Regions from separate parts of the Mus musculus genome. Here regions 2, 3 and 4 are each linked to region 1. The links are chromatin contacts, called in public Hi-C maps. All regions are on one chromosome and are shown on one strand. Each heading gives the region's core, a stretch centred on a gene start, on an enhancer-like site or on the middle of the called end of the contact. The rest is flanking DNA. Distances are from core to core; before and after follow the strand shown. Region 1 holds the start of Shh (sonic hedgehog). Region 2 overlaps Gm35688 (a long non-coding RNA gene). Region 3 has its middle 62 kb from the start of Gm42243. Region 4 has its middle 95 kb from the start of Gm42243.

Evidence for each region. A called contact is a pair of places that touch in the nucleus more often than the background predicts.
Region 2: a Hi-C map of the N1E-115 cell line shows a contact between it and region 1, with 5 times the contacts expected there. The contact joins the enhancer-like site here to the promoter of Shh in region 1. A contact is called at or near these places in 16 of 39 promoter capture datasets (the 3T3-L1 cell line, the HPC-7 cell line, HPC-7-derived erythroid cells and 8 more), 4 of 484 Hi-C or Micro-C datasets (the HL-1 cell line, the N1E-115 cell line, embryonic stem cells and 1 more), 11 of 115 datasets of contacts at active chromatin or transcription factors (astrocytes, craniofacial prominence, embryonic forebrain and 7 more) and 2 of 9 other capture datasets (adipose tissue and embryonic stem cells).
Region 3: a contact with region 1 is called in a Hi-C map of the N1E-115 cell line, with 7 times the contacts expected there. The contact joins the enhancer-like site here to the promoter of Shh in region 1. A contact is called at or near these places in 8 of 39 promoter capture datasets (embryonic stem cells, hippocampal neurons, liver and 2 more), 1 of 484 Hi-C or Micro-C datasets (the N1E-115 cell line), 8 of 115 datasets of contacts at active chromatin or transcription factors (embryonic forebrain, embryonic hindbrain, embryonic stem cells and 2 more) and 1 of 9 other capture datasets (pancreatic islet).
Region 4: a Hi-C map of the N1E-115 cell line shows a contact between it and region 1, with 5 times the contacts expected there. The contact joins the enhancer-like site here to the promoter of Shh in region 1. A contact is called at or near these places in 6 of 39 promoter capture datasets (embryonic stem cells, liver and stem cell-derived epiblast-like cells), 2 of 484 Hi-C or Micro-C datasets (the N1E-115 cell line and liver), 4 of 115 datasets of contacts at active chromatin or transcription factors (embryonic stem cells, forebrain and pancreatic cancer cells) and 2 of 9 other capture datasets (embryonic stem cells and liver).

Annotation. Positions count from the first base shown.
Region 1 is chr5:28,465,484-28,468,694 of GRCm38.p6, forward strand. It overlaps Shh (sonic hedgehog), which reads right to left and starts at 1,618. Exons shown (of 3, transcript NM_009170.3): 1 at 978-1,618. The coding sequence starts at 1,280. 9530036O11Rik (RIKEN cDNA 9530036O11Rik) reads left to right here and starts at 1,501. Exons shown (of 7, transcript NR_015562.2): 1 at 1,501-1,865.
Region 2 is chr5:28,912,043-28,915,253 of GRCm38.p6, forward strand. All of the region lies in intron 2 of Gm35688 (a long non-coding RNA gene), which reads right to left. Among named protein-coding and RNA genes, the nearest start is that of Gm42243, 73 kb to the left of the region's middle. Within about 2 kb of position 1,744, at least 3 of the 459 cell types and tissues checked have an H3K27ac peak or open chromatin away from gene starts, as enhancers often do. A contact at or near this core is called in the N1E-115 cell line, where this site is marked.
Region 3 is chr5:28,777,070-28,780,280 of GRCm38.p6, forward strand. No RefSeq gene overlaps it. Among named protein-coding and RNA genes, the nearest start is that of Gm42243, 62 kb to the right of the region's middle. Within about 2 kb of position 1,557, at least 2 of the 459 cell types and tissues checked have an H3K27ac peak or open chromatin away from gene starts, as enhancers often do. A contact at or near this core is called in the N1E-115 cell line, where this site is marked.
Region 4 is chr5:28,743,833-28,747,043 of GRCm38.p6, forward strand. No RefSeq gene overlaps it. Among named protein-coding and RNA genes, the nearest start is that of Gm42243, 95 kb to the right of the region's middle. Within about 2 kb of position 1,554, at least 3 of the 459 cell types and tissues checked have an H3K27ac peak or open chromatin away from gene starts, as enhancers often do. A contact at or near this core is called in the N1E-115 cell line, where this site is marked.

The DNA.
Region 1 (3,211 bases), core at 368-2,867:
TAAAAAGGATGCTGACCTATATTTGCAAGGAAACCCATTTCCAGCTCCAGTCATACGTGCATGGAGTTTCAGAAAGTCTCGATTTGGCTGGGAGATTGGCAGCCTGGAAATCTCAAAGGAGGTGGGATGGGAAGAGAGGCTCGTGCTTTGCTTTGCCGTCTGTCCATCCACCCTCGTCGCCGAATATTTATTCGCTTTTAATTCTTATGCAAGCAGGTTAAAAATTAAAGCGATTGCAAAGCCAGCAAGTTCCAAGTCCCTCCCCTAAGGTACCGCGGGCTCTGGAGAAATGAGGAGCATCCTTAAAGAAATATCAATACATTCTCTGACCGGCACAATTGAGGACGATGGGATCGCAGTCAGGCTACGCGATACAGTGGGGACAAGACGGGCGCCTCTGGAGCTCCTGCCTTTTGTCAGAACTGCCCCCAGGCTTTCTCAGTTACAGTTCTTTGGTGGTGGTGGGGTAAAGGGTGGGGTGGTCTTGGGAGAAAAACACAGAAAAGGAAAAGGTAGGAGCTAGGGGACGAAATGCTCCAGGCTATGTTTGCAGTGACCTGGAGGCCCTTTGAAGTGTATAGGGGCATCCCCTCTCCCTCCATTTTCTGCCTCCACTTGGAAAGGGCAGACTCCCTCAGAGTAAAGGTCTTTCTAAGTTTCAAGCTAGAATACAGGTAGTTAGAGGAGGTCGTCCCGGGAGACTAATTAAATGAGACTAATAAAATGAGACTAATAAGATAGAGAACCCCATCTTCTGGTGCCCCATTCCAGCAAACCCTAAACTTCCTGCTGGACCCTTCACCTCCTTTTTCCTCCCGGAAGAGGAGTGCTAGGTGGGCAGGTGGGTGGGGAAGGAGAGAGCAAGCCGCCTTCCTACCTGCCCAAAGAGCAAACAGAGCAGGGCTGACTGCTTGGTCACACGCACCCCCCCCCCCTCCCGGGAAGGAGTCTGTTTCCCACCCGCAATGGGTCTCTACCTGAGTCATCAGCCGGTCTGCTCCCGTGTTTTCCTCATCCTTAAATATGATGTCGGGGTTGTAATTGGGGGTGAGTTCCTTAAATCGTTCGGAGTTTCTTGTGATCTTCCCTTCATATCTGCCGCTGGCCCCTAGGGTCTTCTCGGCTACGTTGGGAATAAACTGCTTGTAGGCTAAAGGGGTCAGCTTTTTGGGGTGCCGCCTCTTTCCAAACCCCCTGCCGGGCCCACAGGCCAGCCCGGGGCACACCAGCAGCGAGGAAGCAAGGATCACCAGAAAACATCTGGCCAGCAGCAGCAGCATCTCGTCCGCGGAACCTGAGGACTTGTGAGCTGTCCCCGCGCTGTCTGTGCGCGAGCGGGTACGCGCGGGTGTGTGCGTGTGCGCTCCTCCTTGCGCTCGGCTCTCCCTTCCTCGCTCGGCTCGTTCGTTCCCTCTGGCGCTGCCTGGCTCTTTCTCTTCCTATATAACCTTGCCTGCCGCTGCTGCAGGGGACTTGTCTCCGATCCCCACCCAGACTGGGGCTGCGATGGCAGGCTGCCGGTCGCTGGTAACGGAACACATCGGAGTTGGGTCTCGAGACAGCAATTAAAAGACAAAAAGAGCCTGATTTTAAATGGTAGCAAGGCTGGAGAGCTTGTGAGACAGGCTGCCTTTCGCACTATATTATAGCTGGCAGGGGCGCATCTGATTGGCCAAGCCGCACAAGCTTGTCTTCTGATGTTAACCCTGAGAAAGACTACATTTCTCCCCCCTCTGGCTGCTGTGGCTTTATTTTCACCTGAAGGCTTCCAGTTTAAAAAAGAAAGAAAGAGAGAAAGAAAGAAAGAAAGAAAGAAAGAAAGAAAGAAAGAAAGAAAGAAAGAAAGAAAGAAAGTCTTTACTAAGGTAAAGGTGGGTGGGAGGGAGGAGGCCTGTTTATTGGAAAAATACCCCGCACTGCCTGCTTTGTGCTCAGGGCTGCTTCCCCCTTACTTTCTCTAAATGGAAGATGCTTTGGTTAAAGCCAGCATAAGTTTTTAAAGGACAGTCCAGATGCTCCCCCCCCCCCCACAAGCTTTGACCATAAAACAGCCTCTCAATTGTTTGAGGGCAACGCTGCCTCCCTCCTGTTTGCCTTATTTACACCCCATCCCCAGATGTGAGTGTACAGGACAGACGTCACGGGGTTGTGAAAACAGCTCACCTGAGCATCTCCTGAATATTTAGCATCTTTAGATAGAGGATAATCACAGGTGGCCACAACCTAAAGAGTTGCTGTTTTAAGTGCCCTAAAATACTGTCCTTTATTGTATCTCACTGACTGCACCACATTCAAGCCTCTGCAGGTGGATGGATGCATCCCAGCTGAGGGGCAGGTAAAGAGTGTCTGCAGAATGTGGTGGGGTACATAGGTTCAGTGGGTCTATGTGCTGCACCCCAGCATGGAGGGCAGCTGGTGTGTGCTTGGTGGGTAGAGGTGATCTGCCTGGGGCAACTGAAAGTGGGCAAGGCTGCATGCGTGAAGAACCCCTTCCAATCTATCCTAGCAAAGTGCAGGGCTGGGGTAAGTTGATGTGGAATTCAGGCTCCTTAACACAGTTGTATTTCACAGGAGCTTTGCAAGCTAATTTTCAAGGAAAGAAGCTGGCTAGGTGTAGGGCCTGCAGACTGAAGGTGTTAGGGATCTAGAGGACAGTGTTCTGGCCATAAGGGGCATCTTAGAAGAGGATATGCTGTCTAGAGGTCACTACTCTTGGGGTGTCCAACACTCTTTCAGGAAAAAGAAAAATTTCCAGAAAAGTCTTAGTTGAACCAGAAAAATAGAATGTGAAACGCTTTGTTTTTATAGATCATAGAAATCTGCTCTGGCTTTTCTCCCATCCTACTCACAGGCAAGATTCCTCTAGGATGGGCGAACTATTTATGTGGAATGGAATACCTGCTTAGGGACCGAGTCCTCCAGTGTTATCCCATGAGACCAGCCTCTGGCTCTTGATCCTGTCCCAGTGCAGGGAGAGCCCAGCAAACCTGAAGCTCAGCTGGCAGTGGGGTTTTCAGAGGACTTAGAAACTTGGTTGCTTTTGAGTTAGTGTGAGGCGAGGAAAGTGCTTGCTACTGTCTACTGTGAGTCTCAATGGCAGTATGGCAGAGCCTCACCATCCCAGGCTTGGAAGGGTTGACTAAAGCCCGCACACCTGCCCTCTCTGGAGTTTTCTATCCTTTGATTTATGAGGACCAAGTACAGATTCTTA
Region 2 (3,211 bases), core at 494-2,993, 450 kb after region 1:
TCTAGTTCCAGCCTGAGGGTGCACCGTTTACTCTGCAGCCTCTCTGATCCTCTCATACATACTTCCACATTCATAAACCTCCATATTGACATAGTCACACACACTTACAGTCGCACACACAAACTCACACAATCATACTAATCTGTTCAGTCATACAGTATCATGCACACTCACATGGTCAGATAAATATTCTTACAGTCAGTCCCATCAAGTCACACAGTCTTTCACCTCCACACATATCCACATACACATAGTAATACTGACATAGTCACATTGACACAGTCACAGTCTCATACACTCATATGTCACACTTATAATCGCAGTCACATTGACAGGATCACCTGCACACTCACACACATACATGTTCCCATACATATGCACATGATCACATCAATGCACTTTCACAGTCACGCTGACAGGCACACCTCACACACTCATTCTCTCCTTAGCATCTCTTCCTCTTAACACACAAGACAGTTATCTGGATGACAACTGTTCTCCCTTCCAGACTGAATCACCATCTACTAAGGTTGGAGCAGGAAGCTACCTCCTGCTATGGGGGACAGATGAAAAGCTGTGGCTTTGCTCTGACTTTTGCTTCTGAAGGCCAGTAGTGGCCTTCACCCACAAGGTTACTTGTGCCTACTCCTCTCTGATGGAGTCATAGCCCACAGCTTCCAGCAAGCCTCACTCCACTATGATTCTACAGAGTGCTAGAGGCAGACATATGAAGGAACCGCCATTAGAACCCAACTGAATAACAACAAGGTCACTGGACCTTGGTAACAGGTAACAGGACCTCTCAGGAGCCTAATCCAAAGACAGAGTAGAGCTGGGTCTGCCTGGCCTCACTGGCAACTCTTTGGAACCCCATATGCAGTGCCTTTTCCCAGGGCATCTCTTACCAGCCTTGGCATGTCGTTTCACAGTGGTCAGACCAAAGGAAGCTCTCTGGGCAGAGAGCTCATTAACTCCATTCCTTGTGATCTCAGCCTTTCCAGGTGGCTAGCACAGGCAGACAGTAGGTAAACATGTGTGGGACAGATTACTGCAAAGATGTGCGGATGCCGGTGCTGTTGGTCCCTGAGTGGTGAGACTCATGGCTCCTGATGCTGGAGAGATGGGAAATCTGGACATGTGCCTTTAGTCTCCACTCTAACCTCAGAACAGGAGGAGTGGGGACAGTGTAGTCCCTTGCTCACTTCAGCAGTTGTGTCTAGAATCGATGCTGATCTCCCCTCCCCTCACCAGGACTAATAAATTGCATGTCAGGAGAACCAGGGAACGAAAAGATGGAGGCGTAGGCTGGGGGACTAGATGCTCTTCAGGAAGCAAGGTGGAAGACTGGACCCACTCTCCAAGCAACCACACCAGAAGGTTCTCAGTGGGAATGCTTCCCTTTCATCTAGGACTCAGTTGAACTCTGCAGCTGGGAGCCTTTGTCAGAACGTCTGCTGAGACCGGGGAGTGGGCGAGCCTCAGAAGAAACCACTTGAACCATCTCCCACCACACTGGGCATCTCCACCTCAAACGGTGTTAGCAAGCTTCATTAATTAACACTCCTAAAGTGCTTTGGGCTCCTCGGATGAAAGGGAGCTCTCCAAGTGCAACGTGTCATTACCATTAAAATGATATTTAGTATTGGCAGGCGGACCAGATGCTAAGCACAGATATGCCTTAGCCACAACAGAAGAAAGGTTTGTGAGGATGTTTCAGAGCACTGCTAACAGGCTCTCCTAAATTACCCCTCCCTCCCATAATGATGATTTGAAGAGAGATAGGATCTTAACCGCTGCAGAACCCAAGGGTATTTCCATGGTGCCTTTCAAGGACCCAGAGCCTGGTGCACAGCAGATTTCCAGTCTTGCCCTACCTTGCCTCACCTAGAATAGACTGTGTCTTAATGATAGCAAGGGAAACCAGGTTCCCCCAGACTGCATTTGGGGACAATTCCACATATTCACATGTCACTCTGGCTTCCACACTTGGCTGTGTGCTGCTATTTGAAGGTGACTCTAGAGAGCAAAGAACAACAAAGAGTTAAAAGTCTGGGTACAGCGAGTCGGCAGAAAAAAAAAATCCCTGGCTGCACAGTCAAAGGCCTGCGCCTCAAGCTGCCAGCCACATACAGAAAAGTGCCGGCGAGCAAGTCCCAACACGCATGTCTTTATTAAATCTTTCTTTTCAACACAGAAGTTAACTGTCTCCTGAAATATGTGGGGTGTTTAAACATGCCACAGCTGACAAAAAAGTAATTTTTAAAGTCTCAGCACACGGTTATCCATGGAAACAACATCCTGATATCCGTTTCTGCTCAGTGTGTAGTAAAGTGGTAAAGGCGGCCTTCGAGGCAGCCTGCCATGTCACCCCACATGGTCACCCTACATGTCCATACCATGTAGAAATTAGCCAGCCAATTTCTCCACCCAGGAAAGGACTGGGTAGAAAGTGACTTTACTATAGCAGCAGCTAGTCAGCAACACAACAGAGGTATAACCAGGGTTTGGTGGGCTTGACTTTAAGGGGAGCCCTTGCCTGTCTTTGATCCATTAATCAGAATGCCCAGGCTAGAGATCCTAACAAACAAGATGTAGAGTCAAGGCCAAAGGAAGCATCTAGTGAGGGTCTTCTTACTGCATCAACTCACAGGACAATGAGAGTCCAAAGGGCTTAGAGTAGAAGAGCTGGAAGATGAGGGCTGAGCCTATCTTTTCATCAGGGACTCATATTTGTGATGACAGCATCCATCCACTGTCAAGGGCAGAGTCAACATGGCCTGGTTCCCTTCTAAAGGTCGCACTTGTCAATGTCACTGTACGTGGCCTAAGGTTTCTAGCGTGTGGATTCCAGGGAAGGTGCTCAGAACACGGGTGCCCTCCTTTGCTGTGTTAAGAGCACAAATAAAGGGAACAGAGCTGGGACTAACTCAGCAGCAGCAGCAGCAGAAGTCATTTGTGCACATGTGTATAGCTCAAGGGCTGCACCACGATTGAGTGGCCTTGACCTTGGCCCTTGAGATCAGGTATATGCTCACTGACCCTCCCTGGGGAAACTTTGGGTTCCAAAGCCCCACATAGCCACATCAGGGTAGAGCTGTGAATAGGCTTACAGTGCTCCTTGGGTGTGTTATCACTGAGGTCTAGCCCCCACCACTGTTCCCACTAGAACACACCCAGTTTACCCAAGATCACCATCAGTCCTGATCATAAG
Region 3 (3,211 bases), core at 307-2,806, 310 kb after region 1:
CTCTAACTACCAGGGTTAGAATGTGAGGATGGCAGGAAATTTTCTCACTATCTCACTATGCTCCATTGTAATGACAGTCACTGCCAGGTCAGGCAGGGGCCTGGATTTTCAGGGCAGCATTGGTGCTATCATGCTGGTCATCAGACCCTAGTCACTTAGACAGAGAGGTAAAATAGCCATGGTACTATATGCATCTTCTTGCCATGTACAACATTAGGAAAAGAGCCTGCCATACTTCTTAGGAATAGAGCACATCTTCTCATGAGCAGTTCTTAGATAACAGAGCCACAGCATGGCTGCTCTTGATTCATTGTGCTTTGGAAACCTGAGATATTTTATGTGTCAGCTTAGGTCACAGGAACTGGTTTGCAGTGCTATGAGGACCATCTCTGTGAGGATTCTGCTCAGAGGTCTAGGGTGTGAGAACATCCATTGGCTATACTCTAGAGCCATCTGTGGTCTCCTGGTCCTGTGACTTTGCTTGCTTGTGTTCTATTCTCTTTCAAACTGAAGATGTTCTTGGGGGCAGTAATTTGGTGAACCTTGGCACAGATTAAGAAAGAAAAGCTCTTTCCTTTTCTTTTTTTTTTTTTTTTTTTCCTTTTCAGACTGATCCTGGAAACAGTGGAGAATCTGAAAAGCCATTAGGAGAGAGGAGCATGCCAGATGGGGAAAAGACAAAGGGAAATGGAGAAGAAGCAAAGGGGAGGGGCCATATATGCTCAGGGCACTGCAGGGAACAGGAGAGGTGTAAACACATCTATGTGGTCTAGTCTGTTTTCTACTTTTGTGATACAACAATCAGACCAGAAGCAACTTACAGGAACTAAGGATTATTTGGCTTGTATTCCCAGCTAAGTCTATCACTGTCAAGATAGGAAGTCAAACAAGAGCTGCCTCACAGACAAGGAAGTACAGCAGAAACCATGAATGAATGCTGCTTACTGGCTCACGTACAGGTGCATGCTTAGTCTGCTTTTTTAAATACAGCCCAGGAGACACATGTCTATGGAATACTGCTGTCCACCATGGTACCTACCTCAATTGAGAATCAAGACAGTCCCTCACAGACACTCAATAACCCAATCTGATCTTGGAAATCCCTCAATAGCGATTCTTTTCTCTGTTAACCCTAGGTTGCATCAAGTTGACAGTTAAAACCTAACTAGGGCAATATTTATTTACAACATTTACAAATGTTTTGGGGATCAATAAACCTATCTCTGGATCCCTGTTCACATCACATACCAGCTTAATTTGTACAGTTGTGGTTTCCTTTAATTCTGGGTTAGGTTTTACTTCCCCTTTAAAGCATCTCTCACAGGAATCATCTACTCAAGTAGGGAGGATTTGGAGGCTAATTCTAAACTTCTGTCTTTGGGAACCTTCAGTACCCTTATGCTCTGGTCTGACCTTTAAAGTGACAGTCAGTATATCCTGGGCAATCTCCAAAAGCCTCAACAGAACAAACACAGGATGCAAGATTTACACAGGAGGACAGTGGGCTCTGTGGTGGAAGACTCAATCCACTCTTGAAAAGAGGGGTAGTTGGACTGTGGGGAGGTACTTGTCACTAAATGATAGAAATCTTTGCCCATTTATTAAATGACTCATTATCTAAAAGACCCAGGTGAACTTCAAACAACCTTGATATTTTTCTCTAGGATCAGACCAGGTCTCAGTGGCCATTGCTGTGTAGCAACTTCCTTCCTGACTTATTAAGATGCAATGAGATCTAAAAGGAAGTTCTTTAATACTGGGACAAAAACTCATACATTTCAGGAATTCCCTGAAACTGACCAGGAAGTACCAGGCAACTTCCTCCCCAAGGTTATATAAGGTTATATAAGGTTATATAAGGTTATATAAGGTTATATAAGCGGTAAGGAGACTTAGAACAGCCGAACTGTATGGAAGAGGCTTTCTAGTCATGAAAGATTCAGAGTTCCATCTTTCATGACTCTTTGTTCATGCTGGGATTGGCTTTGGTGATGCATCTGGATATGAGTCATCCATATTACTGCAAGTAACCCCTCACCCTACTCCTACAATAAGGCCAATAAACTCAGTGGTTCACCAAGTTGGATTTTGGTCATATCCATAATTTGGTCTTTTGTTTCCTTTTGGGGGTGAGTGGGTGCACTCAGGTCTGGAGAAATGTGCCTAGTACCCTCCCCCCACCCCTCACACTAATTCTAACACCACTACATCACCAACACTGCCAAATGAAACGTGTTTACTTTTAAGCAGTAGCAATTATTTGTGATAATTAATGGCTGGGTTCTTCTGTTCTTTCTCAGGAAAGTGAGTGGTTTCTGTTCTTTGCAACTGCTGAAAATGTTGTAAGTGAAATTATCTCACCAATCTCCAAATGAAAAACTCTCCAGGCTCTGTTTGTTTGCATGGCAAAGGCAGGCAGTTTAGGGAGCATGCTCTCCTGCAGAGCTATATTCTCAGACTGTCACACTGAGGTGAGTATTGTAAACACAGGGAGTTTTGCTTGTAATGAACCTCTGCAGAAACTTTAAAGGAGAAATCACTCCACATGGACACAGAGGAACAAAGACGTCCAGCCCGCTTGTGATGCAATCAGGCTTCTGTGTCCACCCTGGATAGCTGATCCCTATTCAGATATCATTTGGAGATTGGATGAGAGCTTTGTCTCTGTGCTGCCATTGGAGGGAGGCTAAGTCCCTCAGTCCTCACCCCATCCATTACAAGTACTACTATAGTACTACTATACTATATACTACTATATATAGTACTACTATATATACTTGTTTATCTACATGGTTTCTGTGTTAGTGTACATAGTAAATTTTCTTTTTCATGGAGAAACTAATTATGAGTCTATCTGAAAACTTTGAGTAACAATGGTTAATTTGATGGTATAAAATTAAATCCAGAACCCCAGCCTCACTTCTTTATGCATGAGTATCACCTAGGTATATGGTAAGAGAGCCATGGGTTCCACCAACCCCCAGAATTCTGCCCTTTTCCTTTCTGCAGTCAAGTATGGAAATCAATATCAGTATGAAGGAGCCAATGGACCTCACATCAAACTGAATTTCACACCAGTCTTCTGAAATAGAATTAGAGGGTTTCTGTGTTTTTATAAATTAGAAGACAAGATTAAATGTTAATCACCAGAACTTTATGGTCCCCAAATCAACATCTTTCTCTGAATCCCTAGTCAGGAAAGTCCCCCCGA
Region 4 (3,211 bases), core at 304-2,803, 280 kb after region 1:
CACCAGAGAACTGCTTGTGAAGATTTCTTCAGGATTGAGCTACCCCTACCCCTACCCCTACCCCTACCCCTACCCCTACCCCTACCCCTACCCCTACCCCTACCTGGTGTCTGCCTGCCTAGAGGACTGGTCTGCAGCTGCTGATTTGTATTTTGGTGTTTGCCATGGGACTGAACTGCTGAGAAAGAAGATCCAGCTCTCTCCCAAAGAATTATTGCTGAACAGGTCCACTTCCCCTGTATCCTAATAACTTTTCTCTTCTACTACCTCTGCTTGGTGGTTGGCTTAGAGAAGTTGAAACCTTATTAAAAGTAGGTTTCAAAAAATGTGTGTCTACAACTAACAGATTCCATGCATCCACTTATTCTATTTTCTGTTATCATCACGAAATACTCAGGACTGTATGCTTTAAAAATACGAAAGATGAAACTACCTCACAGTTCCAAGAATTCAAAGGCAAGGTACCAGAGTCCACTGGGCTCTGATAAGGACATTCTGACTATATTATAACATGGCAGATGTCATCGTGGTGGGAGCAGGTTTAAGGGAAATGGCACAAAGGAGTGGGGACTAGTCTGACTGTTTTGAAGGCAGATCAACAATGTGGACGCTAACTAGAATCCTATGAAAACTGCATTAATGGCTCCTGAGGGAAGGCAAGCTCCCAGTGACCTGACCACCTCCAGATTGATTTCACCTTCTACAGTTTCCATCATCTCAACACCTGACCCTGCAGACTAAGACTGTGGGCACAACGTTTGGGTAGATGCATATATCCTGACTGACTCAACCCTTGGCTGATGAGGAGAGGTTCCGGGGTGGTTCTCTTTGATCTCATATTCATGCCATGTGGTTGAGTCAAGCTGTCGGTGTCCTGGGGTTCTAGATCTAGACAAATGGATAACCCTATCCTGCTGGGCACAAGGAATGGCTTAGGCTTGACCATATGAGTCATAGAAGTTCTGCAGGGTTCCTTCATGTATCTCAGATAATTACAAGATGCCTACTGTATGTCAGATAGTGTTTTATGCTCATGGCCAAAAGACAGTCATTCTCCCCAAGAGCTGGCATTACATCGGGTATAAAACAGAAATAAACTGATGCATATTTATAAAAGTGCGTTATTTGGCATGTTGGAAGGTGGCATGTGCTGGAGAAGAAGGGTGGAGTAATGTGGGGACTGTTGCAACTTTAGAGAGATGGTGTTTGAGCAAAGTGTTGCAAGCAGAGGAGGAGGAACTCAGCAAACAGACACATGAGTGCAGCGTGTTCTGCTTAGAAAAGCATTAAGGGTCCTAGACTTGGAAGCCAGAGAAACAGCAAGAGAGTCAGAATAGCATCAGAAGTGAGGCAGATTCAGGCAGCCATTGAAGTCTCTAGCAGTAAGAAGAAGAGAGATGGGAAGAGTGTTAGTTTGAGAATGGGCTGCAGTCTTTGCAGGAAGTAAGGACAGGACAGCTGGTAGAAAAACCTCAGCCAGGGAAGAAGCTGAAGCCAGGGCAGGAAATGAGAAACAGGGTCTGGTTACAGATGATCTCTGCAAGCAGAGACAACATGAGTCATAGATTAGATGATTGTCAGTAATGGAGGAACTTGCTGGTAGCTATGATGAGAATCACAGGTTGGGTAGTAGGGGTGTTGGAAGGAAGCAAAAGTAGCTATACAGATGCTGAAGAAGCAAGGCAAATTTTGGACATGGTGATCTTTATGTGCCACGATGACCTCAGAACAATGGGGGCTTTGGGCTGGTTGACTTCTGCAGAGAGCAGAGGGAGGAGAAACATGCCAGTGAGCCAGTACAGATGGGTAGAAAAAGGACCAACTTGGGCATGGTAGAAGAAAAGGGACTGCAGCTGGGACAACCAGTGCTATACTGGAATGGAGGAGACCATGGTTTAAAGTGCAGTGGGACTTACTGCACAGTGAGGGTGTGGGTAGACAGATTTCTGATGTCCATAGGGGTGAGTGTTGCGAATGATGTAGTTGACAGCCCAACCATCTTTACACGGTACATGTTCTGTGTTTTAAGGGAAGAATAGGTCAAAACTACCAGTTGTTTTCTGTTTGTACAAACTTGTAAATACTGTGCTGCCTCAGTTTTCCTATCCACAGAGTAGAGATGAAGTAGCACCTGGAATGGGCTAGGGACACAGCTCATTTGGTAAAGTCTTTGCCTTGCAGGTATGAATATCTGGGTTTGAACTCCAGAACCCATGTAAATAAGCTGGATATGACAGCACACACTAGTAATCCCAAAGCCAGAGAGGTAAAAAGGTGGATTCCTGGGGCTGGCTGAGACAGCCACTTAGATCATGTGGTGTTTTCTTTTACCAGTTGTGGGGAATTGCAGGCTGGTATCCAGTTGAGCTGAGGTCTGAACCCCGATGGTCATAATTCACCTACATGACATGGTAGGCACTCCCTCATGCTCCTGGAACTCCGGCCCCTGTGTAAGGTACCACCTCCCACAGCCCCCACAAGAGAAGCATGGTCAGTAGTCATGTAAACAATGGCCCAAGCTTCTGACCTTCAGGCTAAACTCATCCCCAGTTACCTAGCAACATTGAAGACCATAAAAAGGGCTGTTCAGACCCACCTCACTCTCTTACTCTCACTCCTTTGTTCTCTTACCTATCACTTCTCTCACCTCTCTCTTCTCTTTCCTTTCTGTCTTCTCTCCTCTCTCCTCTCCTCTCCTCTCCTCTCCTCTCCTCTCCTCTCCTCTCCTCTCCTCTCCTCTCCTCTCCTCTCCTCTCCTCTCCTCTCCTCTCCTTTCTTTCTCTCTCTCTCTCTCTCCTTCTCAGTTTCTCGTGCATTTCTATAATAAACCTCTTAAACCATAGAGTGTCTCTGCTCCTTCAAGGCCTGCTGCACACTCTGGTCAGTGTTGGGAACTCCTTCCCTCTTCCCTCTCTCCTGCAACCCTGGGGCTTTAGCAAGGTAGCTCTGGCAGGGTGGGGCAGGCAGGGCTGCCCCTTGGCCACCCCCTGAAGAGTGGGATAGAGGAATGTCCACCCAGGGATGAGTGGATAGGGTAGGTAGCAGCCATCCCACGCCTGACTGAGCAGAGAATAGGGAAACTCTGGCAGGTGTAGGCCTCTTTTCCCTTCCCCCACTCCTTCCCCCCCCCTCCCCGGGCCTCCCTTTATTTTGTTCCCAACAACCAGTGAGGGGAAAAAAAAGATGGCTCCGGAGGAAATAACAGCTGGGG